2 separate regions of the Mus musculus genome follow, and region 1 is linked to region 2. Evidence: chromatin contacts called from public promoter capture Hi-C data. All regions are on one chromosome and are shown on one strand. Each heading gives the region's core, a stretch centred on a gene start, on an enhancer-like site or on the middle of the called end of the contact. The rest is flanking DNA. Distances are from core to core; before and after follow the strand shown.

Region 1 (6,091 bases), core at 50-2,549, 200 kb after region 2:
AGAACATGATAGGACAAGATCTGGATTATTTTTAATTTGTATTTCAGGGAGGAGGAGTTGTTGGTTTTTATGGTGGATCTTGAGGTGGTGTCTCATGTAGTCTAGGCTGGTCTCAAATTTGCTTACCTAGCTAAGTCTGACCTTGAACTCCTGAATCTCCTGCCTCCACCTGTCGAGTGCTAGGATAGATAACAGGTGTGTGCCATCATACCTGGCTGCAGTGTGTAGTATTTCCATGACTCCCCATTGTGCCTCTCAAGACCATGGAACACATCTTTCCCCTAAACAGGGGATAAGAGGGTCTGTGAAGCTGGGGAGAGAGCAGCAGCCGATAACAGCAGAAGCCATGAGAGTAAACAAGATGTCTTGGGGAGAAACTGAAGACACCATCAATGTTTCAAAGCAGACGGAGAGCAGAGAAGGGGTTGTGGGGTGGGGGGTGGGGAGGGGAGAGAGAGAGAAAGAGCAGCCAGGGGCATCCAGGGAGAGACAAGAAGTTCCCATGCAAAGAGAAAGAGACCAGCTGTGTTCACAGCTGACATCCAGGCATCCAGGAAGAGTCACAGGAGTTTCACAGCAGGGCACAGTGAAGACATGTAGGAAAAACTCAAATCCCATTTCAAGATACTTTCTTATAGAACCAGTTAGTGCAGGACTCTTGCATTTTAGGAATATAAGCGATAGAAAATATTCCATGGTGGGACAAAGACTGGATATCATAAGAACAGGTAAGAAATTATAATTACTTTGAAGTTATTTTGATATCTATTAAACTTCTTACTGGAACAAGATGGTTTTTAAAATACGCTATTAAGCCGGGCAGAGGTGGCACACGCCTTTAATCCCAGCATTTGGGAGGCAGAGGCAGGCAGATTTCTGAGTTCGAGGCTAGCCTGGTCTACAGAGTGAGTTCCAGGACAGCCAGGGATATACAGAGAAACCCCGTCTCGAAAAAAAACAAAAACAAAAACAAAAAAACAAAAAAAAAAAACAAAAAACAAAAAACAAAACAAAACACCCAACAACAATAAAGTTCTATTAGTCTGTGTCGCTAACCGCAGGACACTGCTGACTGGGTGAGTGATGGAAGATGTGGGTGTATTGTGGTTCCCGGTTCTGCGGAGGTGATGGGGTGCAATAACTGAGCCTGGTGATGCCCTTCTTGTTGGCTCAGAGAAGTTAATCAGCTTGGTAGAGTCGCACAGCTGACGAGCGGAGGAGTGCATTGAGCCTGAGCTGTGAACGCCCACCCTCTGGCTGCAAAACGCTTGCCATCCTGCGGAAAACCAAGACACGCGTGGACTCTGCGCCCAGCAGCGGCGGTGGACGCAGGGGACTCTGGTCGTGCAGCAGACTTCGCTTCTTACGGGAGTGTAAGGCAATAGGGAACCCCGGCCCCCGGACTGATTGGAGACCCTCAACCCGGGAATCCTATCACGAGGAGAAGGGTTCCGACGCACGCTCCGCCGCAGGGGGGCGCCCCTGGCTGGCCGCTGCTTGGTCAGTGGTCCCCGCCACAGGGCGCGTCGCCTCCAAGAAGATGTCGCTGTCCGGCAGGGAGCGTCCTGCTTGGCCAGGGAGTCGCCTGTCCTGGTTGCTATGCTGCAGCGCCCTGTTGTCCCCAGCCGCCGGCTACGTGATCGTGAGCTCCGTGTCCTGGGCTGTCACCAACGAGGTAGATGAGGAGCTGGACAGTGCATCCACTGAGGAGGCGCTGCCCGCGCTGCTGGAGGACTCGAGTAGCATCTGGCAGCAGAGCTTTCCGGCCTCGGCGCACAAGGAGGACACGCACCTGCGACCTCGGGGCTCCGCCCGCGCCAGGCCCGCACCGGCCGCGCGTGGCATGTTCTCCTACCGGCGGGAGAGCGGCTCATCTGAGGCATCCCCTGGCCCCAGGGTGCATGCCGGCACCGCCCGCTCCCTAGCCCACGCTAGCTCCTGGGGCTGTCTGGCCACTGTGTCCACCCACGAAAAGGTAAGCCAGAGGTCGGGACGCGGGGGCGGTGCGCGTCTCCCTTCCAGGACGCAGGGCGACTCCGGTTTCACAGGTTCATAGGCTGTGAATGCCCTGTGAATAACGGAACCAGCGTGTGCATGGGTCGGTCCATCTGGCCAAGTGCATGTGAGTGGGGAGGAAGGAGAAGCTGGGAAACAGTCTCGTGGTTAGTGATTGAATCCCTGTGTACTAAAATGGCCAAAGAGATGATCAGATAAACAGTGACAAGCTGGAAACCTGGAACGTAGGCAGGATCGCTTTTGGAATCACAGATGAGGCGCATCCAGCTCCCAGCTCCCTGCAGGCTCCGACAGTCCTGCAGACAGACTCTGGCACCGCCTCCCACACCAAGTGGGTGTGGAAGAGGAACGCCATCCACACTCCGGTAGACATTTACACTTTAAAAAAAAATGGAACTCAGGTTTTTTAGAAAGAGGGCTTAAGCAAAAGGTAACAGCTGGAGGAGCTGTTTCAGCTGCAGTTCGTCTCTTTCGATCCACAAAACTGTATTCACATTTTATCCTGCTTCCTTCCACCCAGAATGGCATGGAGAGGGGCCGAGGCTCTGTATTCCCTAAGAATAGCCTCCAGAAAGCTTCTAGTCCTGTCTGGTAAACAGAGCTGTGGGCCCAGCCCCTGTTGAATCTGTGCAGGGAAGGGCTTTGTTATGTATCCCGCGGTGTGGGAGTCTGGTTCTTGCCACAGCTCTGGGTCTCACTAACCCCAGCTTGGCCAAAACATCTACAAAACTAAGAAATTCGGTGGGCAGAGCTTGAAAGTTCTTTCTTCTTCTTCTTCAAAAATTATCTAATGACAACTTTATCCTAATAATGGCAATGATCTTGTTCTCTTTCTACATCTGAGTCTAAGCCAGTTCTGTATTCCCAGGGTTCAAAGACTTTTTACACGTTTAACATATACCTTAGAGAATACAGACTTTAAGTATGAAGCTAATCTCTAGGTTTACAACAAATCAGTTCAGACAATTAGAAATCTACTGCCTGACGCTAGGGAAGAGGCTCGGCTGTAGAATGATTGAGAGTCTGTGTTATTCAACCTCCAGAACCCGAGTTCTTTTGTTTGCTTGTTTGTTTTCTTTTATAAAGCGCCAAGCAGGGTGGTGTTAATTTATGGTCACAGTGCTGAGTCTGCTGAAACAGGTGGATCTTTAGGGTTTGCTGGCAAGCTAACCTAGCCTACTTCGGGAGTCCCAGGCCAGTGACAGACTCTTTCTTTAAAAAAAAAAAAAACCAAACAACAGTCCTGGACCATGAGGAAAGACATGGGGAGGCCAGGAGGTGGACCTCTGACCGCCATGAATACACACTATGCAGAAGTACCACACACTTAGGCACACACAAAACGAAGAAGCCGGGTGCCAGTCAGCCTGGGTGGCCCATGCTAACACAGCTAAGGCAGGAGAATTGTGAGTTCAGAGCCAACTCTAGATACATGTCCCGGCCCTGCCTCACAGAAACATGTACAAGAGAAACCATCCACTTTCCTTGCGGGTCGTTGTGTTGAAGCTGCTTTGACCTCCAACAGCTCTTTTGTTGGCTTCTTTAGGCTCTTCCAGTGTTGACTTTGAATCCAAACAGTAAATTCAGAGAACATTTGCATGAACCGCTGAGCGGTTCATGATAGCCTGGAAATAGAATCTGTGGGTGATGTCATACTACCGTTTGGAGAACTCGTTAATGTTTCATTTTTCTAAATTACTAAAGCCCTTCCTTTCAGAATCTTGCCCACCACATCAGGTGCTTGGAACACAATGGCGGCTTCACTAACAGGAGGGTTCTTTGTAAGGGGCAAAGCAGGGATGGCAGAGTTTGGGGAAAGCTAAGACCTAAACACTTTAATTTAATGTCACATAAGCATCCACTAGGTGAGCACAAGCAAAGATCAGTATATCATGCTGCTGTGGCTTCCATTTATGCTAGAATGGTATCTAACATAACACTTTCCCATAACTTGTTCAGTTATATAAAGAAAAGTTATTGATCATAATATAACATACAACTGATGAAGAAATAGATGAAGAAATGTTGTTGCCCCATCTGAAGCAATTTAAAATATTCTTGTCATTCCAAAGACCAAGCAGTTTGTTAAAATTAATTAAGTTCTATCCCCCAAAGTTTAATAAAGAATGCAGGGGATGAGGAACACAGTGGTTATGTAAGAGGAGTTTGTGGGAAAGGCCCAGCACTGTCTTCTTCTCCAAGAGCCTAGTAGTCCTCTCCCTTCAATAAAACGGCTACATTCACTGTGTGAAGTCAGCGTCTAGAATAACCCTTCAGCTTCCAGACAGAATACACTTCCCCGCGCAGCCCCACCCCCAGGGAAATTCTGAAAGCATCACTGGTTTGAGTTGCTTAGATTGGGACCACAGAGCCCAAATATTCTCCCTGTGAAATCCGCCGAGGCATGCAAGTGGTCCAAGCACGGTCCCAGCGGGAAACACCAAGTTTGGTCCCAGCTTGTTACTCGTAGCTCTGCCACCACAAACCCTTGTTGTCTTTGTTATTGTTGTATTTGTTAGATCCAAGGACTGCCCTTTGGGAGCTGCCTGGCCATCAGTGATGGCCCCGTCCACAACAGCACAGGGATCCCTTTCTTCTACATGACAGCCAAGGACCCTGCGGTGGCTGACCTGGTGAAGAATCCCACAGCCTCGCTGGTGCTGCCGGAGTCTGAGGGGGAGTTTTGCAGGTAAAGGAGGGAGGGTTTGTTTCTAGGGGTTTGGGCAGAGGTAGAAGGTGGGCTGTATGGCCACTGTCATAGGACCTTAGATGTACATTGACATCCTTCTGAGAGAGTTGCACTGTAGACCAAGCTATCTCACATGTATTCATCTGAAAACGTGAGGGTGCATGGGTTTTGACTTTCACTGGGGTGATACATCCAGTGAGCCTGTTATAAAGAGAAACTGTTGTCTGTTGGAATGTGTAGGCTACACTTAGCCTAGCAGACCTCTCTGCTCAGCCTGGCCTGCCTTAGCTTCCATCAGAGTGCCAGCATTGACTTCAGGTGAACAAAAAGCTTATTTACTAGTAAGAGTTCGATGGTGGAATTTGTTGAATCCTGAACTCAAAGGGGAAACACAGAGGACTTTTCTGTACTCACAGTCTAGAAAAGGAGCACATTCCCTAGTGCACGGTTTGTTGAGCGTGGATCACTTGGAAACCGGCATAAAGCTGAAGACTCCCCTGAACAGTCACAGTTGGTACGCGCAGTCATGTCTACCCTACGGAGTGATTATGAGCCTTGGGCATGGTGCCTTCTGTGAGACAAAATGCTTTTGAGACTGGTTTTCATGGAGCCCAGACTGGCTTTGAACCTAACCTGTAGCCAAGGGTGTACCACATTGGTTAATGTGGCACTGGAGGATTGAACCCAGGGCCTCGATGAGCACTCTACCATCTAAGCTATGTGCCCAACCCAAGATGCCTCATATGACTGACATCCAGAAGGGCACAGTAGGCTGCAGGCTAGAAGGAGACCCGTTAGTTTGTCTCCCTGGGATGTTCAGTCTGGAGCCTATTGTTTTTTCAATTCATTTATAGCCCCTCTCTCCCCCAAGGGATGCATGGGATACAAGCCAGAATCCTTTAATGCAATTTCTCAAAAACTCTCAAGAAGAAAAGACTTCTAAAAACATTTAAGCAAAATAATAATAATAATAATAATAATAATAATAATAATAATAATCAGAGCATCCATTCATTCAGACATTGTCATCTAAATTCAAGATGCAAACCCCCAAATCACTTGCTGCCAGGGAGGCACTGCTCTGAGATCCTGTGGCAGTCCAGAGATTAGCAATCATCACAGGGTGGCCTGGAGGGAAGGGTAGATTAGGCCTGGGCATCTACCATCTCATCTGCAAACACAGAGGTGATTGAGAGCAGCAACTGGCTCCCTGCCACCTCTGAGGCTCTGCCCTCTACACATAGCATAGCAAACAAGCAGCCACCCTGTTTGTTCTTGTGGAAACCAATTACAGCAAGAACAGGGTACTAAATGCAGCCGGGGAAAGGCCTTGCTAGCCCCTCTCCCACCATTTATCCTCAGCAACAGAGACTCAAACTCCAGGAC
Region 2 (6,380 bases), core at 1,710-4,209:
CTCAGAGCAGGTTTAACTAACTCGCTGCTACATTGTATTTGGGTTTTCCCTTCTCTTGAAAATGTATGACTGGCACGTCTCACACCCTACAGAGTTGCTATCCAGTTTACTAGGTCATGGTTGCACCTTCTCTTTGTGTCACAGGCGTTCTTTTGACTGAGCTCTCTCCCCCTCCCCCACCCCTCTCCCAGCTCTTACTCTCCATAGTTATGATGCTGTTCCTTGGACAGAGAGGGACTAAGAGAAAGAGAGAGGAGGTCATTTCTATCCAGGCTCTCTCTGAGTTCGTTTCTTGTTACTATGACAAAATACCGAAGACCTGAGTTCTATTCCTGGGATCCACGTGATGGGATGGAAGCACTTACATTCACGAGTCGCACTTTGGCCTCCATGTGCACACTGTGGAAAATGCACCCCAATAAATGGTAATAAAAATGAAGTGAACAGCAAATGAGAGAGATACCTGTGTCAATCTCTGTTCTCCACATACATGTTAACCCATGTGCACACGTGCCCAAGCACATGCATGTGAGCACACACACACCAAGATATAAGGCAATATGATCATTCTCTACAGTGTCCTCAACTAACCTACAGTTTCAGACTGGCCTGTCACATGAATAATACCAGCAGAAAGCAGGTGGCAAAGTACCTTACACAGGGCACGAAGGACAAAGACTTGTTTTCTTTGCATAGGTCTTGGCTTTGGATTCTGATCCATTCCGAGTCAACACTTGTGGCCTTGTACAACCCGCCCTCAGCCTCTTTCAGCCCTTAGGGGGACAAGGACAGGAAAAATACATAAGCCCCAAGCTGGGCATTTAGCATGCTATCAACATGGCTCAAGGAGACCCTGAGGATGGGGCTTCCCAGAGTGGTGTACTCAAAGCAGGTGAAAGGCTAGGAAACACTTCTCAGAAGAGGCAGGCACCGTCTTTAGGGGTTCTGATAGTACACATGGGGAAGCAATATTTCAAAAGAATACTAGAGTGGATGCCCACAAATGAGCTGTATGAGGATAGTCAGGGCAAAGCAAATGGGCACTACAGTCACTCTACACCGTGTCCTGTGCAGGAGCAGAAGTCGGTCAAGAAATCGGCAAACACTGGCCCAAGAAGCTGGGCTTAGATGGTGAGACGTGTGCAGATCCTTAAGGCTTAGAGCAGAGGTGTCAAGGTATCATGCCTTGGGTGGGAGAAACCTAAGATGTTAAGGGGTACATAATACAAGAAAAGGTGGGTGTAGGGGTGTGTACAGGGGCCGTGGTAGCTCTTGAGTGCTCTGTTGAAGGGCTCCTCGGTGAATTTTGTCCTCTGACATCATTATCTAAAGTTCTAAAGACATTTTTACTAATGAAATAGGTTTTCACAAATACTGTATTAAACAGCAATTATGCAGTCAGTCTTTGAAAGGGACAAATGGAATGTCTGGTCACAGTGTCAGGCAGAGGAAAGAGGGGACTGGAAAGGTTGTAGGGGTCTTAGGTGAAGACAAGGGAGCCCGAGTAGGCACTGCTCCGTAGCCTGTGGGAACTGCCAGCACTCACTGGGACTGGGAGCACAGTGGAATCAGGCTCAGAGCGCAGGTGAGGACTGGGAGCTGCATTTTATTTCGAAATCACAACATCTCATTAGTCCTTTTCCCCGACACCTTTGATGTTTTCATGAGATATATTACTTTTTGCAATTAAAAAAAAAACCATTTTGCTTGATAACTATACACCCAGCTTTTAGATGGGTATAAGAAAGCAATATTTAAAAGGACCAAGGATTTGAATGAGATTGACCATGGCTAGGGATGACATTATGCCTTTTTCTTCCACCTCCAAAATCCATGTGTTGCGGCGATGCCCATCTCCCGTGTCCCAGAATGGAGTTCATTTAGAGAAAATGAGTTTACAGAGATGATTAAGACAAAGTCATTAGGGAGAACTAATCTAATATGATTAGTGTCCTTATAAGAGAAGGAAATTAGATACATATATAAACGGAGGTAGAATACAAGGCCACAGGAGAAGGCCCACCATCTATAAATCAATAAGACAGCCTACAGAAGAAACCAGCTGCTATAGTTCAGAGATGACTTGAGTGTCCTCCTCAAAGGGTCATGTGTGGGAAATTTGGTTCCCAGTGTGGCAGTGTAAGGTGGTTGAACCTTTAAGAGGTGGGGCCTATCGGGAGGTGGTTAAGTTTTTGTGGATGCTGCACTAGGCAGGGATTGATAGAGTTGTGACACTCTGGTCAGGTCCTTGGAGATCAAGCTATAGAGCCTGAATTTCTCTGATTTCGGATCTTGCTATCCGATTTCAGCACATGTTCCTGCAGGGAGGCCCTCACCAGAGCTGAGTGACAATCAGGGCTGTGCTCTTGGACTTGAAGATGTATGAGTTAAATAAAACCTCTTTCTTTACAAAGAACCCAACACCAGGCAGTTTTGTGGTTTTTTTTTTTTTTTTTTTGTAGCAGTGGAAAATAGACTGATATACCAACACTGATGCCATCTTGGACGTCTAGCTTTCAGAGTGGGCAGAAAGCCAATTGTTTTACAATTGTCTTCAGCACCCTGTGATAGTGTGCTATAAACTAGCACCGCCATCTTGCTTTAGAGCTGCAACCTTCCTAATGCTGTGATACTTTCATGCAGTTCCTCATGTTGGGGAGACCCCCCCCCCCAACCATAACATTATTTTTGTTGCTACTTCATAACTGTAAACCTGCTACTGTTACCAATCATAATGTAAATATTTGATATGCAGGATATCTGATATGCTATCCCTATGTAAGGGCTGTTTGGCTCCAGAGGGGCCACTCAGCCAACAGGTTGAGATCTACTGCTTTAGAGGCATAGGAAGATAGAAAAAGCTTTTGGAGATAGGTATGGTGAGGGTGGGGGAGGGGAAAACAGGAAGTGAAGTCACAATATCAAAGGGCATCTCCAACCTGAGGAGCGGTGGTCTGTAGACATCATTACACAGAGGCCGGTGAGAGCATCAGCTCCCAGAAAGCTTCCTGGACTTAAAATCAGGAAGTCGCTGTGACCTTTGAGATGACGCCACTGTTCCAGCAGGGGAAGTCCAGGCACACTGGCTTAGGGAGGGACGCAATGCCACAGTCACGTCTTGATGGCAAGACGTTTCATGTGAAGGCTAGGGACAGATAGGACAGTAGTTACAGGGGCAGAACTGAGAGAGAGCTTTTAAAAAGTGGTTTTACTATTATATCTTAATTGCACATAATAATTGTTTTCATTGTGCATTTTGATCACTTTTATCCCCTCAACATCTTGTCCCTCCCACCCTCCATTAATCCCGTTCCCCTTCTCAACTAGTCCACCTTCTAACCTCATCCCCCCTTCCTTTATTTCATGACCCAGTAAGTTTCATTATTGTTATTTACAGGAGCGCCGGGTTGTTGTTTGTGGGAGCATGGGTGCCTTACACCAATGAAGAAAATATCTTTCCTTTCCCTGTCGACTGTCAGAGAGAGAACGTTTTTAAAGAGTCGGGGAAAGTCCAGGGGAAGCCAAAGACTAGGAGGAAGGGAGGAAGGGGGAGGAGAAAGAGGAGAAAGGGAGGGGGAGGAGAAGAAGGAATGGGGGGAAAGAGGAGGAGGGACCAGAAAAGACCCTGGTGTCTAATCTACCTTTGTTGAAAAAGTCACAGGACGAAGGCAGGTCTGAGGATAGGGCTGGGGGTGGGGTGGGGGTAGGAGAAGGAAGAGGTGCTGTGTGGCATCCCCATTCTGAACAGAGTCTCCCAGCCCTGGACTGCTCCTTTCCTTTAGCCTCCCCTGGCTTGCTCTGATCTCTACTGTTACTGAGTTTAGGAGGTTCTAGGTCTATGCCTGGCTCCCAATGTTTGAGCACCAGCATGTATTACTCAAGGGCTTCCCTAGCTGCTGAACAGGGGCCAGACCATGTTGAAGTCAGCACCGAGGCAAACACACAAACCTTTGAGGTCAGGGATCTGGGCATCCAGAGGAGACCCAGAGCATATTCTTGTTCACCTCGCTCTCCAGCAAAATGCTCCAGTGGTTTTTCCTGGTTGGGCCTCTCTGGGTTCAGTCCCCAGGCAGACCCTTTGTTTTCTTAGGCATTGGTTGCAGAATTACTGGCAGGCTGGACTCTAGGACATTGCCTCCCCCGCTTAGTGGTTTTGAAACTTTCAAAGAGATAGTTCAGTCCATCTTTCAAATAACATTCCAGAAATCCCTAAAATATCAAATGGCTAACGGTTTGTGTTACACATATATATTCCCACTATAGCCTCAGCTTATATTCACACACCATAGAGCCCAGTAATGTGAACCGAGAGCAGCTTTACAGATGGAAAAATGTAGAAGGGTTATGGGAACCTGGCACCGTCTGAAGCCAGCCTTGGGGTTCAGATTATTTTTAGAGTTTATTTTGGTCACACTGTAATGAGAAATTCCTCCTTCACACAGATAAAGGATTATATAAACCATAACAATTAAAAAAAATAGTCAGCCTTGCAACCTTGAAATATTTCTGTAAGTCATCAGAGAATGGCAGGGACCTGATATCTCCCAACGTCTTTACAACGAACTTGTTTTGTAACATACCTATTGGTCTGCAGTGAGGATACGTTGAGAGCCATTATGCTACGGTATGAAAACAATTTAATATATCTTAAAGATGAAATTTGAATAAAATGTTTGTAAAAACCTAAGTGATGTTTCTCAAGGCATCAAGAGCCACCTTGAGAGAGCTGGTTGTGCTGGCACACACCTTTATGCTCAGAACTCAGGAGGCAGATGCAGCCAAGTATCTTTGAAGTCAAGGACAACCTGGCCTATATAATAGTGAGTTCAAGTCCCGCCAGGGCTACAAAAGTGAAACCTTGTCTCACAAACAAAACATCAAACCTGGTGACCTGAACCTTGTGACCAATAAACATTTACTTACTAACTCTTTTGTGACAAATTCCACAGGCAGCTGAGGACTCAGCCCAGGTGAGGCTTCCGCCTGAAAGATGAGCTAAAGCCAGAGGGAAATTCCATCCAGGACCTCACATGTGACTCGTTCCAAGGGCTCTGAAGACAGGTGAGTGGGAAGCCCCAGGCATCAGTGGGCTGGAGGTACAGTGTGGGTGCACAGCAGGTTTCCCGAGGCCCTGAACTCTGTGCTGGGAACACATCAGTGCATCTTATCTGAGGCAGGGGCATTTTTTTTTTTTTTAAGTGCTCTGCAGAAACCTAAAGCAGAAAACACAGAACTCAAAATACACTATATTTATCTCTTACATGTACCTAACATGATTTTAAATTATGAAGGTTTATCTTTTTGAGAGAGAGAGAGAGAGAGAGAGAGAGAGAGAGAGAGAGAGAGAGATTGATTGAGCAGAAGAGGGTATCAGATCCCCTGAAGCTAGAGTTATAGGAGATTGTGAGTTTGTTTCTTGTCGGTGCTGGGGACTGATTCGGACTCTCTTACAGAGCTGTACTCTTAGCCGCTGAGCTATCTCTCCAGCCCCAAAGTTTAATTAATAAAGTGGGTACAGTAATAGATTATCAATTGAATCATGAACAATAATAAGCCCCACAAAATTATTTGAACCTCATAGATCGTTTCCATCCACAGTCCCCATATTACGTGGGGTGATGACTGAAAGCTGGAGGGAGCCACTGGAGGTGAAATTCAAGAATTAAGTGAAGAGTGAAGAGAGAATTCTTGGAAGGAATGCAGAGACCCAGGCCTGGGAGGGGAAGAGCTGCTTTTACACTGGGATAGGGTTTGGAGGTAGCTGATGCATGCTGGAGTTCAGGACACAAACCTGGAAAGGTGGGGAGTGTCAGGCATGAAGGGGAGTGGGGCTTCAGGCTAACCAAGAGGTGGTGATGAACGGAGCTGATGGTGTCTAAGCCAGACAAGGCTGTTACATAATTTCCATTTGTTTGTTCCCTTTTGAGAGAGAATCTGGATATAGAGTTTAAATTGGTCTTGAACTTGAGGCCATCTTCCTGCCTCAACCTCTGGAGTGAGGAAGCTATGGGCCTGTTTTACCACACCCAGCTATAATTTGTGATTTTTTTTTTTTAAATAAAGACTTCTATTATTATGGGGGCATCTAGGAGACTGCGATGAAGCTAAGGGTGGTGGAGGCTGAGGCAGATGTGTTGAGTGATATTTAGGAGATACCGTGAACACAACTCGGTGATTGTCTGCAGTGGATGAAGAAGGAGATGCAGAGAAGCCGAAGGCCCTGCTTAGACTGCCATGAAGAGAGGATTTGCACCCAGATGGTTCTGCCTAGGTATCCCTTCTAAAGCATTATTAAGTCAGACTTCCAGCTAAGACTAATCAGCTTGGACACAGGACAAAAGAAACGCCTGAAGCCTGGGCTCTCATGAGGGAGCAAGTGT

The links. Promoter capture Hi-C pulls out the DNA fragments that hold promoters and counts their contacts.
Region 1: a promoter capture Hi-C map of the HPC-7 cell line shows a contact between it and region 2, with 3 times the contacts expected there. The contact joins the promoter of Creg2 here to the promoter of 1700066B17Rik in region 2. A contact is called at or near these places in 19 of 39 promoter capture datasets (the 3T3-L1 cell line, 3T3-L1-derived adipocytes, the C10 cell line and 12 more), 1 of 484 Hi-C or Micro-C datasets (bone marrow-derived macrophages), 3 of 115 datasets of contacts at active chromatin or transcription factors (bone marrow-derived macrophages, embryonic stem cells and memory CD8 T cells) and 4 of 9 other capture datasets (adipose tissue, liver, macrophages and 1 more).

The regions. Positions count from the first base shown.
Region 1 is chr1:39,646,390-39,652,480 of GRCm38.p6, reverse strand. Creg2 (cellular repressor of E1A-stimulated genes 2) reads left to right here and starts at 1,299. Exons shown (of 4, transcript NM_170597.4): 1 at 1,299-1,975; 2 at 4,536-4,705. The coding sequence starts at 1,541. D930019O06Rik (a long non-coding RNA gene) reads right to left here and starts at 1,013. Exons shown (of 2, transcript XR_001778897.2): 1 at 212-1,013.
Region 2 is chr1:39,843,909-39,850,288 of GRCm38.p6, reverse strand. 1700066B17Rik (RIKEN cDNA 1700066B17 gene) reads left to right here and starts at 2,959. Exons shown (of 5, transcript NR_040465.1): 1 at 2,959-2,980; 2 at 4,443-4,624; 3 at 4,950-5,061; 4 at 6,186-6,271.